Linked DNA regions of Anas platyrhynchos: region 1 is linked to region 2. A link is a contact called in public Hi-C data. All regions are on one chromosome and are shown on one strand. Each heading gives the region's core, a stretch centred on a gene start, on an enhancer-like site or on the middle of the called end of the contact. The rest is flanking DNA. Distances are from core to core; before and after follow the strand shown.

Region 1 (5,268 bases), core at 1,513-4,012, 67 kb before region 2:
AAGTCAATAATGAAGGTTAGTACTGTAAGGAAAGTTACAATGGAAGCCTCTATACAGACATCACTGAGCCATCAAACAGGAAACAGCCACTGCAAACTCATCCATACTCCACCACGTACAATCGCTCTCTCAGAGGCGACATGAAGGCAGTTCTGTTTCCCTGTTAATTTAGTGATTTTTAAAGCTATTACAGAGAACGCAAGAAATCACCTCACAATCATCAGCCAGATACAATTCAACACAATGGAAAAATGAAAGAAAATCCTATTCATAAAGACTTTATTGAAGGTATACAAAACTTTTGCATGCCCAGTCTACCTTATGTCTTCAGATTTCAACATCTGCCCTTTGAATACTGAACGTTACTAACTGACAGAAGTTGTGTCAATATTTTATTCCTGGAATTTGTATTCATCCACTTCTCTTACCCTACACAACCGTTTGCAGAAAGGAAGACAAAAAAAATAAAACTTCTCCACTCTACGTATGTATTCTCTGTCGTATAATAAGTACTAGATAGAAGACTGAATGCCCTGACAAGTTTTTATTAAGTGTCAAGTACAACATAAGACATCCACACATCTTTTTGCTTTTACTTTAGTCAGTAAACTAAGACTTTTAATTTTTTTAATTATTGAAAAATAGTAGTGCATTGAAAGTACTTTCTAACTCACGCCAACTATTTCAAATTGTTGTCTTCTTACAGCATTTTTAGTAATGCAATTATTTCCCAGAACCTGCAAAGTATTTTTAAATTTGTTGCTTCTGTAATTGAATTTTAACACTTCAAAGCTACCAGCCAGTATCAGATTTCTCCAAGACTAACGTTTATAGATTCAGCAAGAAGATACAGGTAAAACTTCTCAAAATGCAAAGCTGCTTTTACTCACTGGTGCTTCAGACATAAGGACAGGATGCAGACTTGCTTCAGATTTAATATGCATCTTGTAAGTGTGATCCAAAATTGCCTGGAAACTATCCCAGTCTTCAACTGTAATGACATTGAAGTAAGCAGATTAGTTACTTCTAAGTTCCGATCCACTTCATAAATACACAGAGGTTTCCTGATGCCTTTTTTTTTTTTTGCATAGAGCTCTTCAGTCAAAATCTGTCCTCAGTAGACCTACACCTCCTGTAGCACCTTCTGCTTTGCAGAATTCTCTTCCTCTCTGAGCATTATGATTGAAATTCAGAGTTATGATAGAAGTCCACCAACACAACAAACCACCTGCACTTTATTTTGTAAATCCAGTATCTGTTCTTATGGCCTATAGACTCTGTTCACACGTTACAGAAATAAGCTTAAGATGTATCTCCAAAGATTGCCATTTATCAAAGAAAGTGTCTAAACCAAAACCTAAGAAGAACTCTACAAGTTTTCTCTTAAGACAGGAAAACGCTCAGTATGATATTAGAATTTCCTTAATGAAAGCAGATCCGTTTCTTTATGGTCCTGTTCTCTAAACCCAAGATTAAAAAAAAAAAAGTTAGCATATGTGTACGTGAAAGCTATGACTTCCTGCAGCCTAGCAATGCAACTTCTAAAACAGATAGAATAAGACAGAGCACCATACTCATTCCATTTTTTAAAGGTGAAATGGCCTCCATATTTTCCCTTGGAACTCTCAGGGCATTGGTGTCTATGTAGTAAGTCGGGCCCCCTTGTTTGCCCTTGTCACCATCTATCTCCATCAGCGTGCTGCCATTGTCCCTTTCCAGCACCACACCAATCGCTGTTGGAAAGTCAACCTGCAACGCAAAAGGTAAGCCAGGTATGAAAATGTGTCATGTTCTGCTTGGATTTTTTACTAACAGAATTCAGAGTTTAACTTATTGAATACAGTAAGAATATATACATAAATTCTGAAAACTCATAATTAATAATGAAGTTCTAAGTCAGTGTTATGCCTCGGCTGAGCCACGCAGCTCCTCACCTTTGGACAGTCCTCGCCTGCATAGCCTGCTCTCACCGTGTATGAGCCAATGTCAAAAACAAGAGCGCCGACTTCATCTGAAAAGACCATCAATGAAGAGGCAGTGAATGGTTATTGCACCCCACCACAGTCCTGCCTTGAGTTTTCCCTGCCCTGTTTTGCTTGCAAGAAAAGCGAAGCGAGCTGAAGCATCTTTCCAGAGGCACAGCACAAGTTCTGTACTGGAGACACGGGACAGGCAGCTGAAGGATGCTGAGCGACTTTAATTGGGGTGAGGACAGGCTGGAGCCGGGACAGCGCTACACCTCAACCATATATAAAAAGGAGGGTGATTTTAGGAGAAGGGGGCACAGTGCCACCCCAACACAGCACCACACGCAGCCCTCGCCCTCTCGGCACGGCGAGGCGGACAGCTCGCACCCCGGGGGCCGGCCAGGACCGCGGAACAGGGCCCGCAACCACCCTCAGGGCTCCCTTGGGCCCCCAGCGGGGCGCCCCACACACCCCAAAACACCCCAAAATACCCCAAAACACCCCAAAACCCCCGGGGCCGCCTCTTCTGCCTCAGGAAGCAGCGAAGAGGGAGTCGAGAGGGCTCGGGCCGGGCCGCGGCCCCCTGAGGGAGCGGCGGGGGCGGCCTGAGGGGGGCGCCGGGCCGGGGGATGAGGGGGGGGGCCGGGACTCACCGCCCCCGTACACGCCGCCGCTCATGGCTGCCGCTGGGCCCCGCCGCGCCTCGCCTCACCGCGCCGCCCGGCAACAAAAGCGCCCCGGGCCCGCGCCCCGCCGGCCAATGGCAGCGCAGCTCCCGCCCGCCCTGCCCAACGGCCCCGCTATCTGGCCAATCGGAGGAGGGGGAAGGAGGGGTTTAGGTGGAGGATAGCCAATCATGAGGAGGGGAAGGGAGGGAAGGGGAGGGCGGTGCGTGAGGGGAGGGAGGGGTGGGGGGTGCTGAGGGGGCGTTGCTGTGTGAGGGGGCGGATGGCGGGTGGGGGGCTTGGCTGGGGCGGGCTGGCTGTGGAGAGGCGAAATGGGTGCTGCAGCTAGCCCTTCACGCAGTCGTAGAATCATTAAATCATTAAACACAGAATCGTTAAGGTGGGAAAAGATCTCCAAGATCATCTGGTCCAACCAAAGTCACCCACTGTACCGCATCACTAAGCACCACGTCCAACCTTGAACACCCCCAGGGACGGTGACACCGCCACCTCCCTAGGCAACCCGTCCCAACGCCTGGCTGCTCCTTCTGAGAAGAAATGTCTCCTCATTTCCAAGCTGAGCCTCCTCTGGCACAACTTCAGAACACTCCCTCAAGTTCCTTCATCAAATCGTTCCTGTGCCTCTCCGTTGGGTGCCCCCACTGAGAATAAAATAAATGTGGGTTTGTTTCTTACATCAGGTGTCTCTTGGTAGCCCAGCCTTACGTTGTTCCCTTTCCTCTCAGGACACTCCTTTGCATGTCAGCGACCTCAGGACAAAAATTATTGCTAGCAGTCTCACCTCATCTCATGTCTGTAGGTATTTCAGTGCTTCCTACAAAGCTTTGTTTCTAAATTGTGACCTAGTTTCAATTATATCTTTATTTACACTGAGTTTAATCAGTGAAGTAAGAAGAGAGAGAGAATTAATGTTTGGTGCACCCAGTAGTTTTATTCAGGAGTTTCTGTAAAACTGTTGCGAGTAGAACCAGGACTACAACAAGTATAAGAAGTTTCAACAAATGTTATACCAGTGAAGGAGAGGAGCAGACTAGGTGTGTGCGTTTGGACTCCAGCTCCGAAGATACTGCAATTGAAGTTAAACTGATCACCAGCAGTCTTCCCTTGAGTTTTGGCCTGGACCAAAGCACAGAAGAATAGTGAAATCAAAGAAGAATGGACAACCAGTTGGGTGGTTTTATTTTAAGCATGGTTATGGGAATGTCAGGATGTGGTTGGACATATTAGCTCTCAAGGGTAAGGAGTTTAATTTGACACAGTCTGATTCTCTTTCTTGAATGAAAACTTCATAATTCTATCTTGCAATTAAGAAATTTGTAGTTTTTACATAAGTTATAATACAGTAAAACTACAAAGTACAGATGCTAGTATTAAGAGAATAAATACAAATCTTGCTTTTTCACTACCACATGAAGTCAGTGCACGTTGATTTTGTGTTATGAAAACTTTTAATGTTAATGTGTTATCATGATTTCCAGTATGTGACACTAATACTCAAGGCAGAGTTGTCTGAGAAGGAGGAGTTAGTTGCAGTTGAGAAAAGCAGTTCAGAAAATTTGGAATTAGAATTCCAGAGGACCTTCATTTAGCTTGTACTTGGACTTAGGTTTTGTTGTAGTAATGGTTCCTCATATTCATACAGTAATTGACACTTTCGACCAGATCTTGCTTTCTCCACAACAGCTGCTTATGATTCATCAGCATGCCAGAAACAAAGACAATCTTGTGCTGCTTTATTTTTCTATAGTGTTCAAAACAGAAGAATTCCCAGTGATGCCAGCAGAACATGTGTGATGGAGTAAAGCGGTGCGTGCCTGCATGAGGCATGGAAAGAGGACATTCCTGTGCTTGACTAATCCTTCCTGCTCCAGTGGCTGCTCAGGACCAATGGTAGGAATTGCAATGTAATACACACTGGACATCACATTGGTATCTAAAAGCCTCAGGTTTTGATAAGCATAAATCTGTGTACAGAGCCAAAAGAAAAGCCAAGTCTGTTTACAAGAAGCCCAGAGAATCTGGGGATGGAAATTTAGGCTGTCAACTGCCTTGGTCTTTCTTTTTGCTGTCTTGCATTTTTATAGGAATTTACATCAGTGAAAAGTGTGCAGACCATCATCACTCTGTTTTGATAACATTTTATGTGACTTTGCATCTACTTTACAGCAGTGTGGATAGCCTCACAAAATTTACTGATTTACTGTACGTGACCAATTTAATAACTCTAGAGTTGGACGTTAACATAAATTGTCATCAGGAATAAATGGAAGAATCGTTTTAAAAGTCAGGCATGAATTAAGGCACCAAATGTTGATACTTACTAGGAAGCAAAAGTTAATTTTATCAGTGGTAGTCAGGAGAACGTGGAACTTCCTGGTTAATGCCCAGAGTGCTTTAAAACTTCATTTAGATGTAATTGTTTCAAGTAAGTGCATTCACCACATATTCACCATGTATAAAGCAATGTAGATAGTGATGTATACATGAAGCCAAAACTGAACAGAATGATATTTTGTTTCTCAACAAGCTGTATTTCCCCAGTGGGTTGCTGATGGTTTTGAGCAGTACCATACAACTGATGGTGAATCTCCCAAACTGCAGTGCCAACTTTCAGA
Region 2 (5,531 bases), core at 2,691-5,190:
GAGGGTAAAGGAAATAGGATGCTTGGATGCTGAGTTACGTCTTTTTTAGCATGTGTGAAGACTTACCAGGGAGGGCAGAGCAGCAGCTGAAGTCACTGACCCCCTGTGAATGTTAACTTTCAATATTTCTTCTCTTCCAGGTGTCCTTGCTGGCCATGACAACCGTGTCAGCTGTTTAGGTGTTACCGATGATGGCATGGCTGTAGCTACAGGGTCTTGGGACAGTTTTCTCAGAATCTGGAATTAACTGGGAGCCAAACATGTACATTCTCCATTTGAGATCTGGAGAGATCAATGCTGCAGCCTATAGCTGTGAAATAACATTTCTACCTTGTATTTGCAGGTGAAGTTTTTCTATTCACTGATTATTACACAAAAAGGCTTTCTGTAAACTAGAAAAAAAAATCAAGTGAAGAAATAGGGGAGGGGGGAAGAAATCACTGACTTTTTAAAAGGGGCCAGCACACATAATCATGGTGACCGACAAACTAAGAGCCAGTCTTTTTGTTTTTGGTGGTTTGGTTAGATTGTCCTTGAAGGGTTTTTGCTTGTGCTCAGTCTGCTAATCCTGTACTTTTTTTGTACATAACAGAATATACACATTATAGCAGCCAATCATGTAACATTTGTCTGTATGTAAAGAAATATGTTTGCATTTTTTAAAGAACTACATTTATAGCTTTGCTTTAACCTGAGATGTCACTTCTGAGTTTTGTAGTGGATAAACTAGATTGCTGTTTTAAATGTTTTTGTGAATTTACTGTAGATAAAGTGAAGCCAATGGTATGTATGTGTTTTTATAATGGAAGGCATTTGAATTTTTTTTAGAGGCCCTGGAGACTCCCAGTTAATACCTAACCGCCTTATTCACTCACTTCTTGACCTGCTTGCCTATTTTTAACCGTGGGGGTTCTTCCTTAAGCCAGTGGTTCCTGGTTCATCCATTGGCAGTCATGGCCTCCAAACACCAAGGAGTTAATGCCAGGCAGACTTGCAACAACAGAGAAAATATATTAAAAAAAAAAAAAAAAAGTCCAGTTCCAGAAGTATTAGCTTCCTTACTGCAGCTTTCCACATCAGTTATGCCACCCAGGCCTTGGGTATGGAAACCAAGTGACCTGCATTGCTGTCGCTAAGTGGCTGAGCGCTTTTCCTTTTGACAGTTCAGCTCTAACTAACTGAGGTTGTTTTGGCCCGTCATGAGCTCTAGCTGATTTGCACTAGGGAAATGATTTGGCATGACACTCGGTGTGCAGAAAGCAGCGTGTTTGCAGAGCCGGCTCAGTTACCACCATGAGCGGAGGAATTCGAGAGGACTTTGCTTAGAAGCCTAAGGAAGATTTGAATGTGCAGTTAATCCCCTATAATTCCCCTCCAAACTGGGGAGGTGCCAAAGCATACCACAACCAAAAGCGCTTGTTGTCAGTTACGTGCGGTGTGAATTACAATAGGAATCGTGTGACCTAACCCAAACCAAATAACCTTACTCACCTGCATCACCCTTCAGAACTCGGTACTCTGAAGGTGGTGACTCGCTTGTTCTGCTGTGGTCACAGCGGTCTGTGCCACGGCGGCCTGTTAGATGCCAATCGTTCTGCAGTTCTGCCACTGTAAGTAGCCATTGCCTCTCCTCCTGATTTATTCTGGTTTTAGTGTCAGTAGCTTATAAGTGACGGGTTCCGGTCAAGTACAGCTGAGTGTAGGTACAGGAAAATGGGGTGACTGATGTCCATCTGAAGCTACCCAGGAAGGGCGTTTAACTTTTTGGTGCCTGGCAGCGTGCCTGCGCTTGCAATGGATGTTCTCTGGGGAATCTAAAAGTCTGTTGGCTTTTTTTAAGTGACTTATTTTAAATGTATGTGAATTTTAAATTACCAGGTTGGAAGGTAATGTTCCTCTGCCCCCATCTGATGATATGGGGAGTCTGGGTATCTCTGGGTCAGGTAGTAAATATAAGTGCCCAGTATTTTGTAATATACCAAAACAGATTTGTGGCTGAGGTGATTATTTGTCAAGCTTCTGACGTTTGTAATCCTAAATTTCAGTACTTCCAAACTGTGCCTGTAAACTTGCCATGTCTGTAATGGTGAAGGTGCCAATAAATGTACCAATCACAGTAAATTCACTTAAAAATAAATTAAAAAGAAAAAAAGCACATCTTGTGCTGAGAAAGTGTACATTTACTAACAGCAGATTGTGGTGTAGGACCAAAATCACACTATATTATATGTCACAGGAATTCCTCAGCATTTTGCTTTATGATCTGTCTGCATTAACAGAACTATTGCAGATACTTGTTCCTCTTTTAAGTGAGCATCTCTTTGGGATCATGCAGATTTGGTTTAATTTTTAGTGGTGCATTTAATTATTATTATTATTTTATTTTTTTACTCACAGCTGCCTTGAGTGAATTCTGAAAACTTGTTACTATGGAATTTTAAGAAAATATTCTTTTTCTAAAAAAAGTGTTTTCCATAGAAGTGTGTTTTGAACCAATTTCCTAGTCAACACTGTTGCCAAGACAGGTGCCATTTTTACATTCAGGTGTTAGAACTAGTTTCTACTTGTGAAGCTCCAAGCCCAATTTTACAGATGTATATAACTTTTCTTAAAAGTTTGGGTAGACTGTAAACACGGTAATGGCTCTTGTACAGGTATTACTGCAAATAAGTTCACTATCGGTGTCTGATGAATTGTCTGTTGGATTCAGCTGCTTTTAAAATAGCTGATGAGGAATGCCAACCCCTTGCTAATGAGGTTTCCAAAAGCATCATATAAATATCTGCCAGCTTTTGCTGTTTGGTTAACCGGTTTCTGTAGTGCTGCAGGTCCCGAGGTGCCTCTTGTATTGGCGCACAAGGAAGGGTGGAAGAAGCCTCAGCACAGCTGTGGAAACGGGATCTGGGATGCTGCTTGGGAACTTGTAGAGCGCTTGTGATAGATCCTGCCAAGGTGATGTTTGCTGTTTAATTACATCATTTAGAACTTTACTGAAACAAAAAGCCTCCAGGCTTGGTGTAACACACTGTTACTGTATGAGGCCAAATAGTGACCTTGCACAAGCTGTGGTATTTCCTGTTTTTAAATGGTTATCATTGGGGAACTTGTAAGGTGGATGCACTCCCTGAAATAGATGTGGCTTAATGGTAAAAGCTCAAACTCCCTCTAACGTGAGGAAGTTAAGAAAATGGCCCCTTGTAGGTTTTACTTAAAAGATGTAATTCTGAGCTTTGCATCTCACAGAAGATGGTATATACATGCCTGTAGTTTAACGTAAGCTCACGAGTGCAGCTTGTGCCATTTCTAACCGCAGCCATGACAGCGAACTTGATGTACAACAGATTTTGCAGCACTTGTGGGTACATCTTAGGCTGTAAAAGTTTGGTGCCAAACTGCATCATTATCTGGATTTCAAATACCTTGTGTAATTACAGAAATGTAGTGACTGAGACCATTGTGCCAAACAGTTGGTAGCAAAGTAACTTGTTCCCAGCCTCTCTTCTATCTAAGTCTATTGGTTATGGCTTGGAAGTGGAACTCTGTGCTTTGTGTAGCAGGATTGATTTTGTTCAGGTACAGTTATTTTTTGTTGGCATATTCTAATGTTGATTTAACTTTGCAACAGAGAATACTAATTAGGCACGCACCCAACTTGGGCTTGTTGTCACGTAAGTCAGACATCTATTTATTGGTGGGATGTTACCGGTTGAGATTCTGGAAACCACAGAAAGCTTTTACACATGGCATCTTGCTGATGTACACTCACTTACTACTGTAATGTGGGCCTGTTTCCATCTGTCTCCAGACCTTTTTTCTTCCAAGCGTTGCTATCATCTGCCTCGCTAAATTGCAGATACGCACGGTATCTGGCAGAACCGATAGTTCCTAAGGTGACACCGATATAGACCATTTGACATGGAACGTGGATTCGATAGGCTTTTCCCCAGCCTAAGGAGGGCCTGACCTTGACTTGGCAAAGCTGACTCGCTGTACCAGCTGGTCCTCGTGTGCTTACTGTAATGCATGGATTGGAACTAGTTAACTCTTCAGTTAGTGTAACCGCGTGTCCCACGATGAAGTTCACGTTACTTTAAGGTGGAATGAAAACATTGTGAAAACATTCCAGGCGTGCTTAGTCTTTCCTCTTTGAGGACACTGTCACCTCCACTAGGTTTAGTGCTGTGCTTTAAGATGTTGGTGAGAATAAGTATTGGCTAATTCAAATAGTTGGTATAAATGGTTGTGTAGCAGAATGACTGATTTTTGAGATAGCATTTCCTGTAAAAGTAATTAAGCATGGGTTGATGGTGCACTTTGTATACAGTAATCTGGCATGCATGCTGGTAAACTACTTCCTACACTTCAGAGGCACCACAAGCCTTTTTATCCAATTGCTGGTTATGTAAAATACATGCAGAATGTTAATGCAGTGTTGTTATGGTAAATGTGTGAACAGTGTTACTAATTGATATAACTGATAACAGATTACATGTGCCTGACATTCTTATACCACACAGTATGTTTAGGTTTAACTAATATGGACTTCGGTGGAATAGTCTTAGATATTTCAAGCCTTTGTTTTACTTACACAATGGTGCTCTATTTGTGTTTTTCTCCTTTTTTTCTCTTAAAAAATAAAAGCATCTGAACACTTGTAGTACATATTACATCCAAAGGAGTCCAAAATGAAAAAAAAATGCTTCTAATCATGCTTGATTTTAATTTGCCTTTAGTTTCCAGCATTTCTCATCAGCTAGGTTTTGTTTTTTTGTTTTTTTGTTTTTTTTTACTTGTTGCTGACTACTTTGGAAAACTTCAGTAATGTTACCAATTATGAAGTGATTCTGCACTGCCTTTGGATCGTGTATGTATACAGAAACAGTCTTAAAGCTTTTATTTAAGCTATTCAAAAAACCAGGGACTTGTGCCATTTGTTCTTTAACAGTGCTGTTGTAAAAAGACTTCCCTGTGAAAAAAAATCACTTGCTATGAACTCTGTTTATAGCTTTTTTTTTTTCCACAATGGATCTTTTCTTTGTATTTGTACAGTGGCTCAGTGAAAGATGTTGCCATGAGTTGATATTGTAACCAATAAACAAGTGCTTTTAACCAGACCGTCTCACAGGCGAATGCTTTATTTAATGGCAATTCTCACCTGTCCTAAAAATCAAGATCCTGGCAGTGGCTCTGAAGTGGAGAGAGCAACAACATCAACTGCTCTTACTTTTGGTGAGCCTGTTACATGTGAATGTTGAACAGCACAATGTTATGCAAGTAAGTAATTTGCCCTTATGAACAAATGATTAAGGTGATTTTTTTCCCCTCAAAGGACTGTGGCTTTTTTTTTTTCAGCCTAAAAAAGAGGCTGAATAAACTGAAGGGCCTGCAAATACTACAATAAAGGGAGCTGGAAGTTAGCCACCAGTCCTGGAGTGGAAAAACTAGGCTTTACAACACTTATTCTTAATATCAGCATTCGTGTTACATAGCACTGCTCTCTTAAGGAGCAGCCATTTCCCGGTTCTGCATTT

The links. A called contact is a pair of places that touch in the nucleus more often than the background predicts.
Region 1: a contact with region 2 is called in a Hi-C map of skeletal muscle, with 2.1 times the contacts expected there. The contact joins the promoter of ACTL6A here to the enhancer-like site in region 2. A contact is called at or near these places in 4 of 8 Hi-C or Micro-C datasets (liver, skeletal muscle and subcutaneous adipose tissue).

What each region holds. Positions count from the first base shown.
Region 1 is chr9:7,551,989-7,557,256 of IASCAAS_PekinDuck_T2T, reverse strand. ACTL6A (actin like 6A) reads right to left here and starts at 2,762. Exons shown (of 14, transcript XM_027464519.3): 1 at 2,621-2,762; 2 at 1,935-2,011; 3 at 1,575-1,749; 4 at 891-991. The coding sequence starts at 2,645.
Region 2 is chr9:7,485,665-7,491,195 of IASCAAS_PekinDuck_T2T, reverse strand. It overlaps GNB4 (G protein subunit beta 4), which reads left to right. Exons shown (of 10, transcript XM_027464244.3): 10 at 141-5,114. The coding sequence ends at 247. Among named protein-coding and RNA genes, the nearest start is that of MFN1, 26 kb to the right of the region's middle. Within about 2 kb of position 3,940, at least 3 of the 8 cell types and tissues checked have an H3K27ac peak or open chromatin away from gene starts, as enhancers often do.